Regions from separate parts of the Astyanax mexicanus genome. Here region 2 is linked to region 1. The links are chromatin contacts, called in public Hi-C maps. All regions are on one chromosome and are shown on one strand. The core of a region is the stretch at or near the end of the contact, and the rest is flanking DNA. Distances in the headings are between cores, read along the strand shown. Region 1 holds the start of midn (midnolin). Region 2 has its middle 35 kb from the start of midn.

Region 1 (5,316 bases), core at 1,702-4,201:
GGGGGAATTGGCAACATAGACTAAAAGGTTTAATGGAAGGGGGCAGTGCTTTGTTCTATTGGATGCATGCAGTAAATAATGGTTGGACAGCCTCAGAGAGCTTAAAGGCTAAACATGGCCCCTGTATTAACATGCCAGAAGGTTCCTTCCCTGACCTATTTACCTTTAAAACAGCAGGGGGTGGAAAATAGAACAGAAAAAAGAAGAGAGAGAGAAGACATGCACAACTACGTAGCTGAACGTATATACTCACGTCTCTTTGTGCAGCAGAGCTAGTCTCTCTTTGGGGACCTTCAGTCTCTGGGACAGTCTTCTTTTCAGCCCCTCCACAGTCTCCTCGGCCGGCAGGGAGAGCTCGAAGCGCGTTCCCGTGGTGGACTGGATTTGCAGGCTGATGGGAGGCTCTCCCGGGACGGCCTCGCAGGACGGGGCTCCGCGGCTCGGGCAGCTCCGTGCGCTTGGCTGCTGCTCCATTCGGTAGCCTGCGCGTGTAACGGGGGGAGGCGAGGCGAGAGAAAGAGAGAGGATAAGAAAGAGGGAGAGAAAGCAAGTCCGTTTGTATATGCTGGGTAGCTACCAGGGACGGTGCTTTTCTGATAACACCGTGCGTTAATGCTCCGTTCCGCCGCTCCAGTGGGACCAGAAAGCCAAGAGCGAGTTAGATAGCTAGGGCAGCATTCCCAGGAATCACCAGGAGCACGCAAATCAATCCCTGTTCCCTTTCCGAGCGTCCAAAAACAGACGATCCACGTCGATCAAACAAAGCTCGTATTTGTATTATGCCTATAAACACGATGAACGCGCGCACCCGGCGCAGACAAACAAACCGCACATCGCGCGCACCGGACTGTCCTTTACAACGCTGCTCGCTTTCGATTCGCCAGACAGAGAGCAAGAAGAGCGCAAGCTTCACACCCGGCCAGACCCCGTGCTCCTCCAGCCAGCGCGCAGCTCTCCGATCCTACAGCATCAGAATGAGCTTCTTTAACCCGCCCCCACTTTACAACACACCGCCAGCGCGTTACGACTCCACCCACACCCTCCTGCCCCGCCGACCAATCAGGTCAGAACCAGTCGAAGACGTCGGTACTTTAGGCCAATCGGAAAGAGACGTGGACACCCACGTGGAGGATATGCCCCGCCCACACCACCTTCCCCCTCCGATTTGAAGCGAGTCTTTTACCCTCATGGAGGACGAATCGCGTCAGAGTGGGAGGGGCGTGAGCGGCTTCGACACAGGCACTGACCCGCCCTCTACTGTCCTAAGACCATTCATAATGCAGAACTGCTACCATAACAAAAGGGCCTCATCAACGGGTTGTGCACTGCTGCGACCACTAACATATAGCTAGCATATCAGAAATCCATGAAGCACCTATACAGGAGTGCGTACAGAATTCCACGTAGTATTTAACAGCATCCATAGAGCTTCTATACAAGACAAAATTCATATAGACATCCATTAAGGGGGCTTATACATTATTCATACAGAATTACATACAGAACCCATGCAGCATTTACACAGCAGCCATACATGCAATAAATATTTATATATTTTTTCAACCCCTGTTCATTGCAAATGCTCAGCTACACTAAGCCACAATAAGGGTCACCTTTAATGTACTGAGAAAACGGACTGATGTATCGATGGATTGATCAATTGATTAATGGAAGCAAAACAGTAAATTATATTGCATGGCTGCTTTTTTTTCGTAGGGGTTAAAACAGATACTACACCGCCCACTAGTGGTGAACACAGGCATGTGCTGTTACTAAAGCTGTCATAAACCCAGTTTATATAGCCAGTGCATCGTTTTCTGACGTTCTGTCAAGCAGAAAACATTATAAACAACGTTTAAAGACCAATTTCGTCGTCATCTCTAAATAAAGAGTGATCAGGTGTTCATAAGTAACTTAGGTTGCATGGGCTATCCTTAGCCAAAAACACAAGCTAGTATAGCATATGACAGTGCCTGAACAGAAAGCCAGATAAGCTAGATATAACTACAAACTGTCGAGATTAACATTTAGCTGGTTAACAGCTAGTTAGTTAGCAACGGTGGTAAATTATATAACGTTAACGTTACATAGAAAAGGGTCAAATTACTATTTAACAGTTAATTTAACGTAGTTAGCTAACACTAGCTCATTTATAACAATAACGTTACACATGGGAAGGAAACCACAACACAATACCACAGCAGTAGTTAGCTAACTGTGCTAGCTAGCTTTAGTTAATAAGGATAAACAGTTCAAATTAGCTCACTAGCGTACCGGTTAGTTAACTGGCTCAAATAAAGAAGCGTTAGCACGGTTGGCTAGCTTAATAGCTAACGTTAACTAGTTAATCTAGATAACATAGCTAGCAGATAACCTAACCTGTTTTAGCTAGCGTTAGCTATTTAAATTACCTTCAATGTATTTAGTTAGTTAGCTATGAAATGTAGCTTAGCTATGATATTTAACGTTATGGCATTTTTAATAAGGTCTAATCACGTCTGTGGCAATTTCAGGTCGATAAAGTAGGTTAACTTAAATATTCTAGTTCTGGTTACGCTGGATTTTTACATTTTGGACATCAATTTGATATTGACTTCAGCAAAAAAGAAAACAGTTCTAAATTCTAGGCTCATATAATAGTATAACTTAGCTAGTAACTAGTTGAAATGTATATCCCGGTATCTAAATCAAGTAACGTTAACGTCATGATACATACCAATAATAGTGGCGAAAATCTCAAAGTTCCGCGATAAAGTTCCACAATCCTCAAAATTCCCCAGTTTTGGCATGTACTGAGTAGAAATCTGCTCTAGAACAACCAGCAATGATCCAAAGCAGCGATCCACGTTATAGTCCACAGCCTCTCAGAACCAGAGCCAGACTGCTGCTGAGGGAGCTGGGTCGACTCCTTTTTACCAGCCGTTCTGAGAGCCGGTTCGACTCTCAGTGATTTAGCCGAGCTTAACGCTGAAGCTGGAGGTAATGCAGCTCCGGCCGGGTGGGTGGGGAGTGGGTGGAGTGTCGGCGTTAGCTGCTGCGGTGTGACTGAGTGTTAAGGTGGAGAGTTCAAATAGACGATACACAATGACTGTATTAGCCTGTATTTACAATGACTTAAGGCTTTGAGTTATTAAATCAAATCAGGTCACACAAACACACAGAGACTCATACACACACACTCATACACATTTATATACAGTAATATTCAAACGTTTAGACACACAACTTCTCATTTAATGTTTTTTTTTTATTTTTGGTTTTCTAAATGGAAGATTAATATTGACAACATCAAAATTGTGAAAAATGCATATGCAATTATGAAGTGAACAAAAAATGGTTTAACAAGCCATATGTCTTCAAAAAAACACCTGTTGCATTGATGCCAACTCTTGGCATTATTCTCTTCTCTGCTTTTTATAGTAGAACCTGGAATGGTTCTCCAACTGTCCTAAAGGTGTTCCTAGAGGTGCTGAGCAGCTGTTAACTGCTTTTCCTTGACTATGTCAGGTGTTTGTGAAGGCAAGTTTTTTCTACTACCCACTTTTTTCTACTTCCACTACTGTTATATGGGTTCCATTTATACTGTCATTCCATCTCAATCACCATCAATATTGCACTATTGTCTTCCGTCTTACGTATGTTTATTGTGTCTTGTTGTATTGTACATATAGTGTCTCCCACTCTTTTAGATTATATATCTTATTTCTTTTTGCTTATATTTATATATCTATTTCTCCCCCACACTACTGCACCTTGTTTCTGTCTCATGTATGTCTATTTGTGTCCCTGCTGTATTGTACACATAGTGTCTCCCATTCTTTCTTTTATTATATCTATTATCTGTACTTGCTGTAAAATTGGGAAGGAGAGTAACTTAATTTCAATTCTCTGTATGTCCTGTACATATGCAGCATTGGCAATAAAACTACTTTACTTGACCAATTGTCTATGTGTTCTTTTGTCGTTTTTAAATCTTCAATATTATTCTACAATGTAGTAAATAATACAAACTGAACAAATATTAATAAGAATATTCTATCTTGACTGGCACTTTATATACATATAAATATGCATATGTAACGGATCGATTTCTCATGTTGGTCCCACAAATGGATGTCCCGGATTGACCCCATCAGGCTCAGTGATAGCCTGGCCCCGTCTGGGTTGTACACTGCAAATGCACATATGCTGTTTGCCTAGATGGGAACAGTGTCAGTTTAAAAGTGGGCTGTAAATAAATATATATATATATATATATATATATATACTGTCCCTGGGTGTCTATATTTTTGCACACTGGTGTCTATATTTCTATACACCACATATACAAACATACAGAAAAATACATTAAATATTTATAATGTTATAACTACACATTCACGTTAGCTTCTCTTAATGTTGTGCTTTTTGCCAATTCCACCTTAAACACGTCGCCTTGTAAAAGAAGGGACGCCTTTGGGAGGTTGGAGGCGTGGCCAGCTATGACGACACATCTGTGAGGGCCGGGATGGGAGGGGGGAGACGCTAAGCAACCAGCGCAGCAAAACACGTTGCCAGGATACGCAAAGAACAGGACGGTAAACACGAGCCTGGTTACTTACTTTTACGTACCCCGGTGACGTCACAGCGCAAACGACGCGGAGCTCAACTGTTACAACGTCAGTAGAAATTTATATCGTTTTCACTAAAAACGAGTTCAGACAAAACCACAGCTCATAGTGTTTACTAATGTTTAGGGTAACGTGGGGAGGTTTCTAAGACGTTTTGTGCAAATATTATTTGCAATAATATAACATTACTTGAAGTATGTACTTGAAAATTTAACATTAATTACTAATCAATCAATTATATAATTCAGTGTAATCAGTCTTTTAGCAGGTGTTAGATATAATCATAATTTCAAACTAGAGCAATTTCTGCAGATATTGAAGCACATTCATGCATGAATGTTACATCGGTCTTATTTCAAATACACAGGTTAGTGTAGAATAGTAGTTTATGGTATGATTTATTTATTTTAAAATAAAAAGTAGTAAACCAAAGGACAAAACAGGCTACCCAGATAGAAAAAGTTAAATGTTGAATCACCATTTATTTTTCACTATGCATTAAAACAAGTATATAGTTTGAACACACAAACTTCTTGATGAATGGACCAATTCTCCAAAATGACCTAAAAACTCTTTTTACATTGACTTCCATTAAACGTTTAATGGAAGTCAAAAAGTTGCTGTTTGGAGCTCCGCATGTTTTTTATTGGACAGCGTCAATATACTCTATACCTTATAGCATAAGTGTTTACTAAACAGTTGGGAT
Region 2 (5,316 bases), core at 861-3,360, 35 kb before region 1:
GGGAATCTTCATCCACTTCTACACACTTCAGTTTCCAGCCCTATCTCCTGATCTTCTGCTGCAGAAGAACATCATTATGTAAATGTTCCTCCCCACGACGGGGAGCCGAGGCTGGCCAAGAATAAGAAGTGTGTGAGGAGACGGCGCCGCTCCAGCACTGGGCCGTCCTCCTCAGGCCACATTTCTGAGCGAGCGGTTTAAAGTTCATCCTCCGCTTTGTTTATTTTATGCTGCTCTCTCACTCCGTCTCTCAGAGCGCGAAATGACGTCAAGAGAGAGAGAGAGAGAGAGAGAGAGAGAGAGATTCTCAGCAGCTCCACCAGGGCTCCTGCTTTCGGTGTGTTACCATAGCAGCGGCCCCACTTCCTGCCAGTGAGAGGTTTCCTGTGTTCATTCACTTTTCTTCTGCATGTGTTCCTCAGCCGGCCTGCAGCTCTGTGGACGACGACACCATACAAGGAGCTGGGCGTTCTGGAGGTCAGCTGCGCCACTGAATGGACGGCAACGCCCGCACACATTTTTGATTTTAGGCTTCATTTTGTTTTACTTTGTACAGAACTAGTCAAAAGTGTGGACTCACTTTAAAATTCTGTGTTTTTTTTATATTTTCTACAGTGTAGATTAATACTAAAGGCATTCAAACTATGAGGAAAAACATATGGATTTTGTAGTAAACAACAAAACTGTTAAACAAACCAAAATATGTTTTATATTTTAGATTCTTCAAAGTAGCACCTCTTGTTTAGATGGCAGTTTTGCACATCTTGGCTGGATTTTATCAGGCAGCTTCATAAGGTAGTTAACTAGAATGACCTTCAGTTAACAGCTGTGCTGAACTTGTCAAGAGTTACCTTATTTTTCGTACTACACTGTAAACCCATACGTTGTTTGAAATCTCTTTTACATAAAATTGGATATTTCTAAACATTACTCAACTATTTAGAGGTATAAAAAAGCTCCCACAGATCAGGAAGAGGAAGAAAACTTGGGAGGACCAAGACTCACATCTTATTTTTAATAGTTTTGTACATTAATATATACATATATTATTTGTATATGTTATGTATATATATATTACTGTTTATTTAGTAATTAAACTTTATGAACTTTGCTCTCTTTTTGACTGTGTCACAATGACGCCAGACTTTTGAGGAAGTTGGAACCTTTTTCAGGAATTAGGAAGGTCAGAATGTCTTAGTCGACAGCAAGTGCTGTGATGAGAATGTGAACCTAAGTTTCAGAAAATCTTCAGTGCTGCTCTGGGCCCAGTGTATATGAACTAGGACGCAACAAGCTATATATATATATATATATATATATATATATATATATATATATATATATATATATATATATACGTGAAGAAACTATAATTAAATCTTAACAAAAGAAAAAAAGCACTGACAATTTAACGTACATACATGACCTGTACTTAAAAACATAATACAAAAGACAACAATTATCAGTAATACTACTATTGTAATAAAAAATAATAATGTGTTTATGTAATTTTTCAGTGTTTTTAATTGAAAGCCACAAACTCGGCATGTGCAGATCTGGGTATTTCCTTCAGACTTTGTTTTTTGGTTTTTGGGTTTAAATGTGGGGAGTTTTTGGGGCGTATGTTTAAAAGATCAGATGTATATTTTGCTCTGATATGTATTTATTTTATGGGAAATAACCTGACTGAGCATAATAAACTCATTGTTGGGTTTTACCTGCTGTTCTTTAACTTTGTTGACAACATCTACGACTACGGCGATCTCGAGACGGGTCACATGCAGAGATAACAGTGTTTTTTTTTTTGGGTCTTCTCACGCAGTTTCCTGCCTTACCCTCACATCTACTTGGCACTTTTAACTCATTTCAGATAATCACAGCTTTTATGTCTCGAGGGAAACCCCCCCAACCCCCCTCCTTCCCTCCCTCCTCTCCCCTCCCCCTCTGCTACAGCTCACAACTAATCTCTTACACCTTTTATTCTGCACTGGAGCTGCTGGTGTGAGTGTGTACATGGAGGGGGGTACCAGTAATCGAATTTATCTGCTGCAACTCGAGCCTGCCATCTTCACTGAGAGATTATCTCATCGCTCGTCTCCTTCTCAGACCGGTTTTCACTTCACCGGTGGAGGTGCTGAGGGACAGAGAGCTCCTCGCGGAGTGATCTGTTTCGTTTGTGTGGGTTTCTCTGAGTTTTCCACTTAATCAGACCTCAGAACTGTAATGCAAATTGCAAATGTGGCCTAACCACAGCTTATCTTGGGAATCACAGACCCAACCGATCACCCTTGTTCTCGCTGAACATCCTGTCAAGCTAGCAACTGGATCTATACCAGATCTGCAGGAGGTGTCTCGGTCAATTGTTGCAAAGTGAATTCACAAAGATAAAATACTGTATCTGCTCAAGAGTTTGTTCCAACTGCCCGAAAAGCCTCTGTGGCAGCTCTGAGCATCCTTACTAAGTTCAAACTGGATTCATACCAGATCCTCAGAAGGTTTTTAATGTCAATGGTGGTAAATTTAGGTCCGGAGAAGTATACAAACCTGTCCAGGCAGTTAAAATAAGGATGTTTCTTTGAATCATAAAGTTCAAATCAAGTCACAAGACTTTACGCTACAGTTGAGTTCAAGTTTTGAGATTTTAGACTAGAATCCAAGTCTAGAAGTCAAGTCACAAGTTTTTATAGGTTAAAGTCCAGGTCAAGTCAGTACTTATTAGGCTAGAATCCAAGTCTAGTCACAGGTCTTTTTTCTGGAGTCCAAGTCAAGTGATGAGTCTTTAAACTAGAGTCCAGGTCAGGTCACGAGTCTTTAGACTACAGTCCTAGTCAAGAAGTCAAGTCTTGAGTCTTTATAGGTCTTTATAAGTCCAGATCAAGTCAGTAGTATTTAGGCTAGAGTCCTAGTCAAGTCTCAAGTAATTATAGTATGCACAAAGCATCTATGGTAAGTGTAGACTACAGACTACATTGGAGCTTTACACCCCGTTATACAGCAGTTAGTTCCGACCTTACAATCTAATTGGTTGAGAAGTGTTCTAACCGTGCTGATATTTGTGATAAACAGCACGGCCATATATACACAGGAAGGTTTTGAATCATCGCCTCCACCAGCACCAGCAGTAGCATTAGCTTAGCACAGGCTAGCGCTCAGCCAAGGCACGCTCGCTCATGGCCCGCAGTGCTGGCTCCATCAGTCACCTCGGCCGCAGTCTGATAGCCGGAACGGTAACCAGCCAGGCTACGCTAAGCTAAGCTAATCCTAAACTAAAGCAAGCTACGCTAACCTAACCACAGTCCAGCCGGCTAGCTAACCAACACCACCCAGCAAAACAAGAAGAAATGCTCACAAACGCACTGCTTTCACATGAAGACGACTCCACGGGGCAGGAGAGGAGATGTTCAGCATTATTTTACGGTCCTAACATTTTACTAACCCACTTAACCCCCAATTTTAATATCAAGCTAACGTATACACCATACGCAGTTTTGTAGCTACAGTTCTGTTACAGTTCACTTGTTGTGGAACTACTTTTTAGCGGAAGGCACAGTCCGTTATACATTTTTTGAGTGTCTTTTATTTTCTTTAGTCATTTTGTAAAAAAAAAAACTGTTATAAAAGCAATAGAACACTCAGGGTCATGTGTTATCGCGAATAACATCACATTCTAATCTTATTCTATTGGCAACATTTATCTTTACTGATACTACACTTGCACTAGCCAGCTGTTTTGATGCACTATATGATACACAGGGGCTGTGTCCCAAATCAACGAAAAACAGCAGCTTTTTGTCTTGTCCACCAAACGTGCATGGATTATAGAAAGACGCTTACAGTTCACATGCTCTTTTGGACAAGTCTGAGTTAAGTCAGGAGTCATCAAATCTGGTCTATTTTTTATGTGACTCAAGTACATCTCATACTAGAGTCACTAACTCAAGTGGCCATCTCTGAATTGGAAAGAAACGCACTGAAGACTTTTTCTCTGGATCTCTGGTTGGAGTGTGACAGTGAGTTCAGGAAGGCTGTGAGCTTGAAGCTGCTGGTTTGAGATGGGGGCTGGCCTTCCATTTTTCACGAAAGCCTGTTCCTGACATTTGCGAGGCGGCGACCCCGAACGATCCGGCGTTTAGCTGCGGCTTCTTTGAACCATCAGCGGCGCTGCCCTTCGTGGAGACGCAAATCAGCCAGCTGCACTTTCACCTGCTGGGCAAGGAGCTAAAACAATGGCCTGGCCTTTCAGAAGCCCCAATCATTTCTACAGCAGGCCTCTCCAGCACCCCCACACTCCTCGAGGAGCAGCCCCTCAGAAACACAATTAAGTTGGACAGCTCCTAATTAGACTGCATGTCTGGACCGCTGACTGCGGCTGAGGCTCGGTTTGAGGCGCAGCAAGCAACAGGTTAGGGCTTGTTGTCATGATCGGTAAATGAGACGCGATGAGGGCGCGGGGGCAAAGGCGAGGATTATTAATTTCTGGGGTGAGCTTGTGGCTTGTGGGTGAGAGCCTGTGAGGGGAAGGGATGATGAAACGCTGTTGCTGCTGCTCTTGCTGCTCCTGCTGCTCTTGCTAAAGGTCAGTAGCATGTGCTCAAGCATGTGCGTGTGATGACCCCTTTACCACAGATGAGGTGACCACATTCACCAGGGAAGAGCACTCTATAAATGTCTCCAAAACAAGGCGAACAGCTAATTGCGCAGGCAGGCAGCTATTCACTTGTTGCGGGAACTGTAGTGTGGGTGGACGAAACTGCACCGTCATACGCATCAAGAGCATGAAGCCATTTGCATATCAGCCCAGTCTCTTGGGGGTCTTTCTGGAGCTCCTCCAGCATTAGGAGACCTGCTCGCAGATCCCATGGCTTCCTTTTTCAGTTCACAGCAACAGGGAAGCTCACAGTGATGTGGTCAGACAGCTGGAACAGCAAGTCGAGAGACCACAGAGAATGAAAGAGTGAGAGAGAGAGAGAAAGAGAGGGAGAGAGAGAAATGGCATTAGAGGTTCATTCAGTTAAAGCAGCTGCATAAATAAGAGCCATGTGACATTTTGAACAGATTCCCATTCTTCTTATTTAACAGCACTGGGAACCAACAGACTGACGGAGACCAACACATTCCACTACTTTAGAACTAGTTTGGTCCTTTTTTATATGTATACATATGTTAACCATGTCCAGAAATGGTGTTGACATTTCAGAGGCTCCATGGCATCTGGGATGAGCCATTACATAGTGGAAAACGATTTGTGGTCAGATAAATTAGTATTTCTGGGCTTTTTGTGACGGAAGCATTAATACAGAAAGTGCATTGAGATCT

What was found. A called contact is a pair of places that touch in the nucleus more often than the background predicts.
Region 2: a Hi-C map of muscle shows a contact between it and region 1, with 5 times the contacts expected there. The contact joins the enhancer-like site here to the promoter of midn in region 1. A contact is called at or near these places in 2 of 3 Hi-C or Micro-C datasets (both in muscle).

The regions. Positions count from the first base shown.
Region 1 is chr16:13,572,269-13,577,584 of AstMex3_surface, reverse strand. It overlaps midn (midnolin), which reads right to left and starts at 2,951. Exons shown (of 8, transcript XM_007252620.4): 1 at 2,717-2,951; 2 at 254-482. The coding sequence starts at 2,789.
Region 2 is chr16:13,606,500-13,611,815 of AstMex3_surface, reverse strand. No RefSeq gene overlaps it. Among protein-coding and RNA genes, the nearest start is that of midn, 35 kb to the right of the region's middle. Within about 2 kb of position 2,110, the one cell type or tissue checked has an H3K27ac peak away from gene starts, as active enhancers do.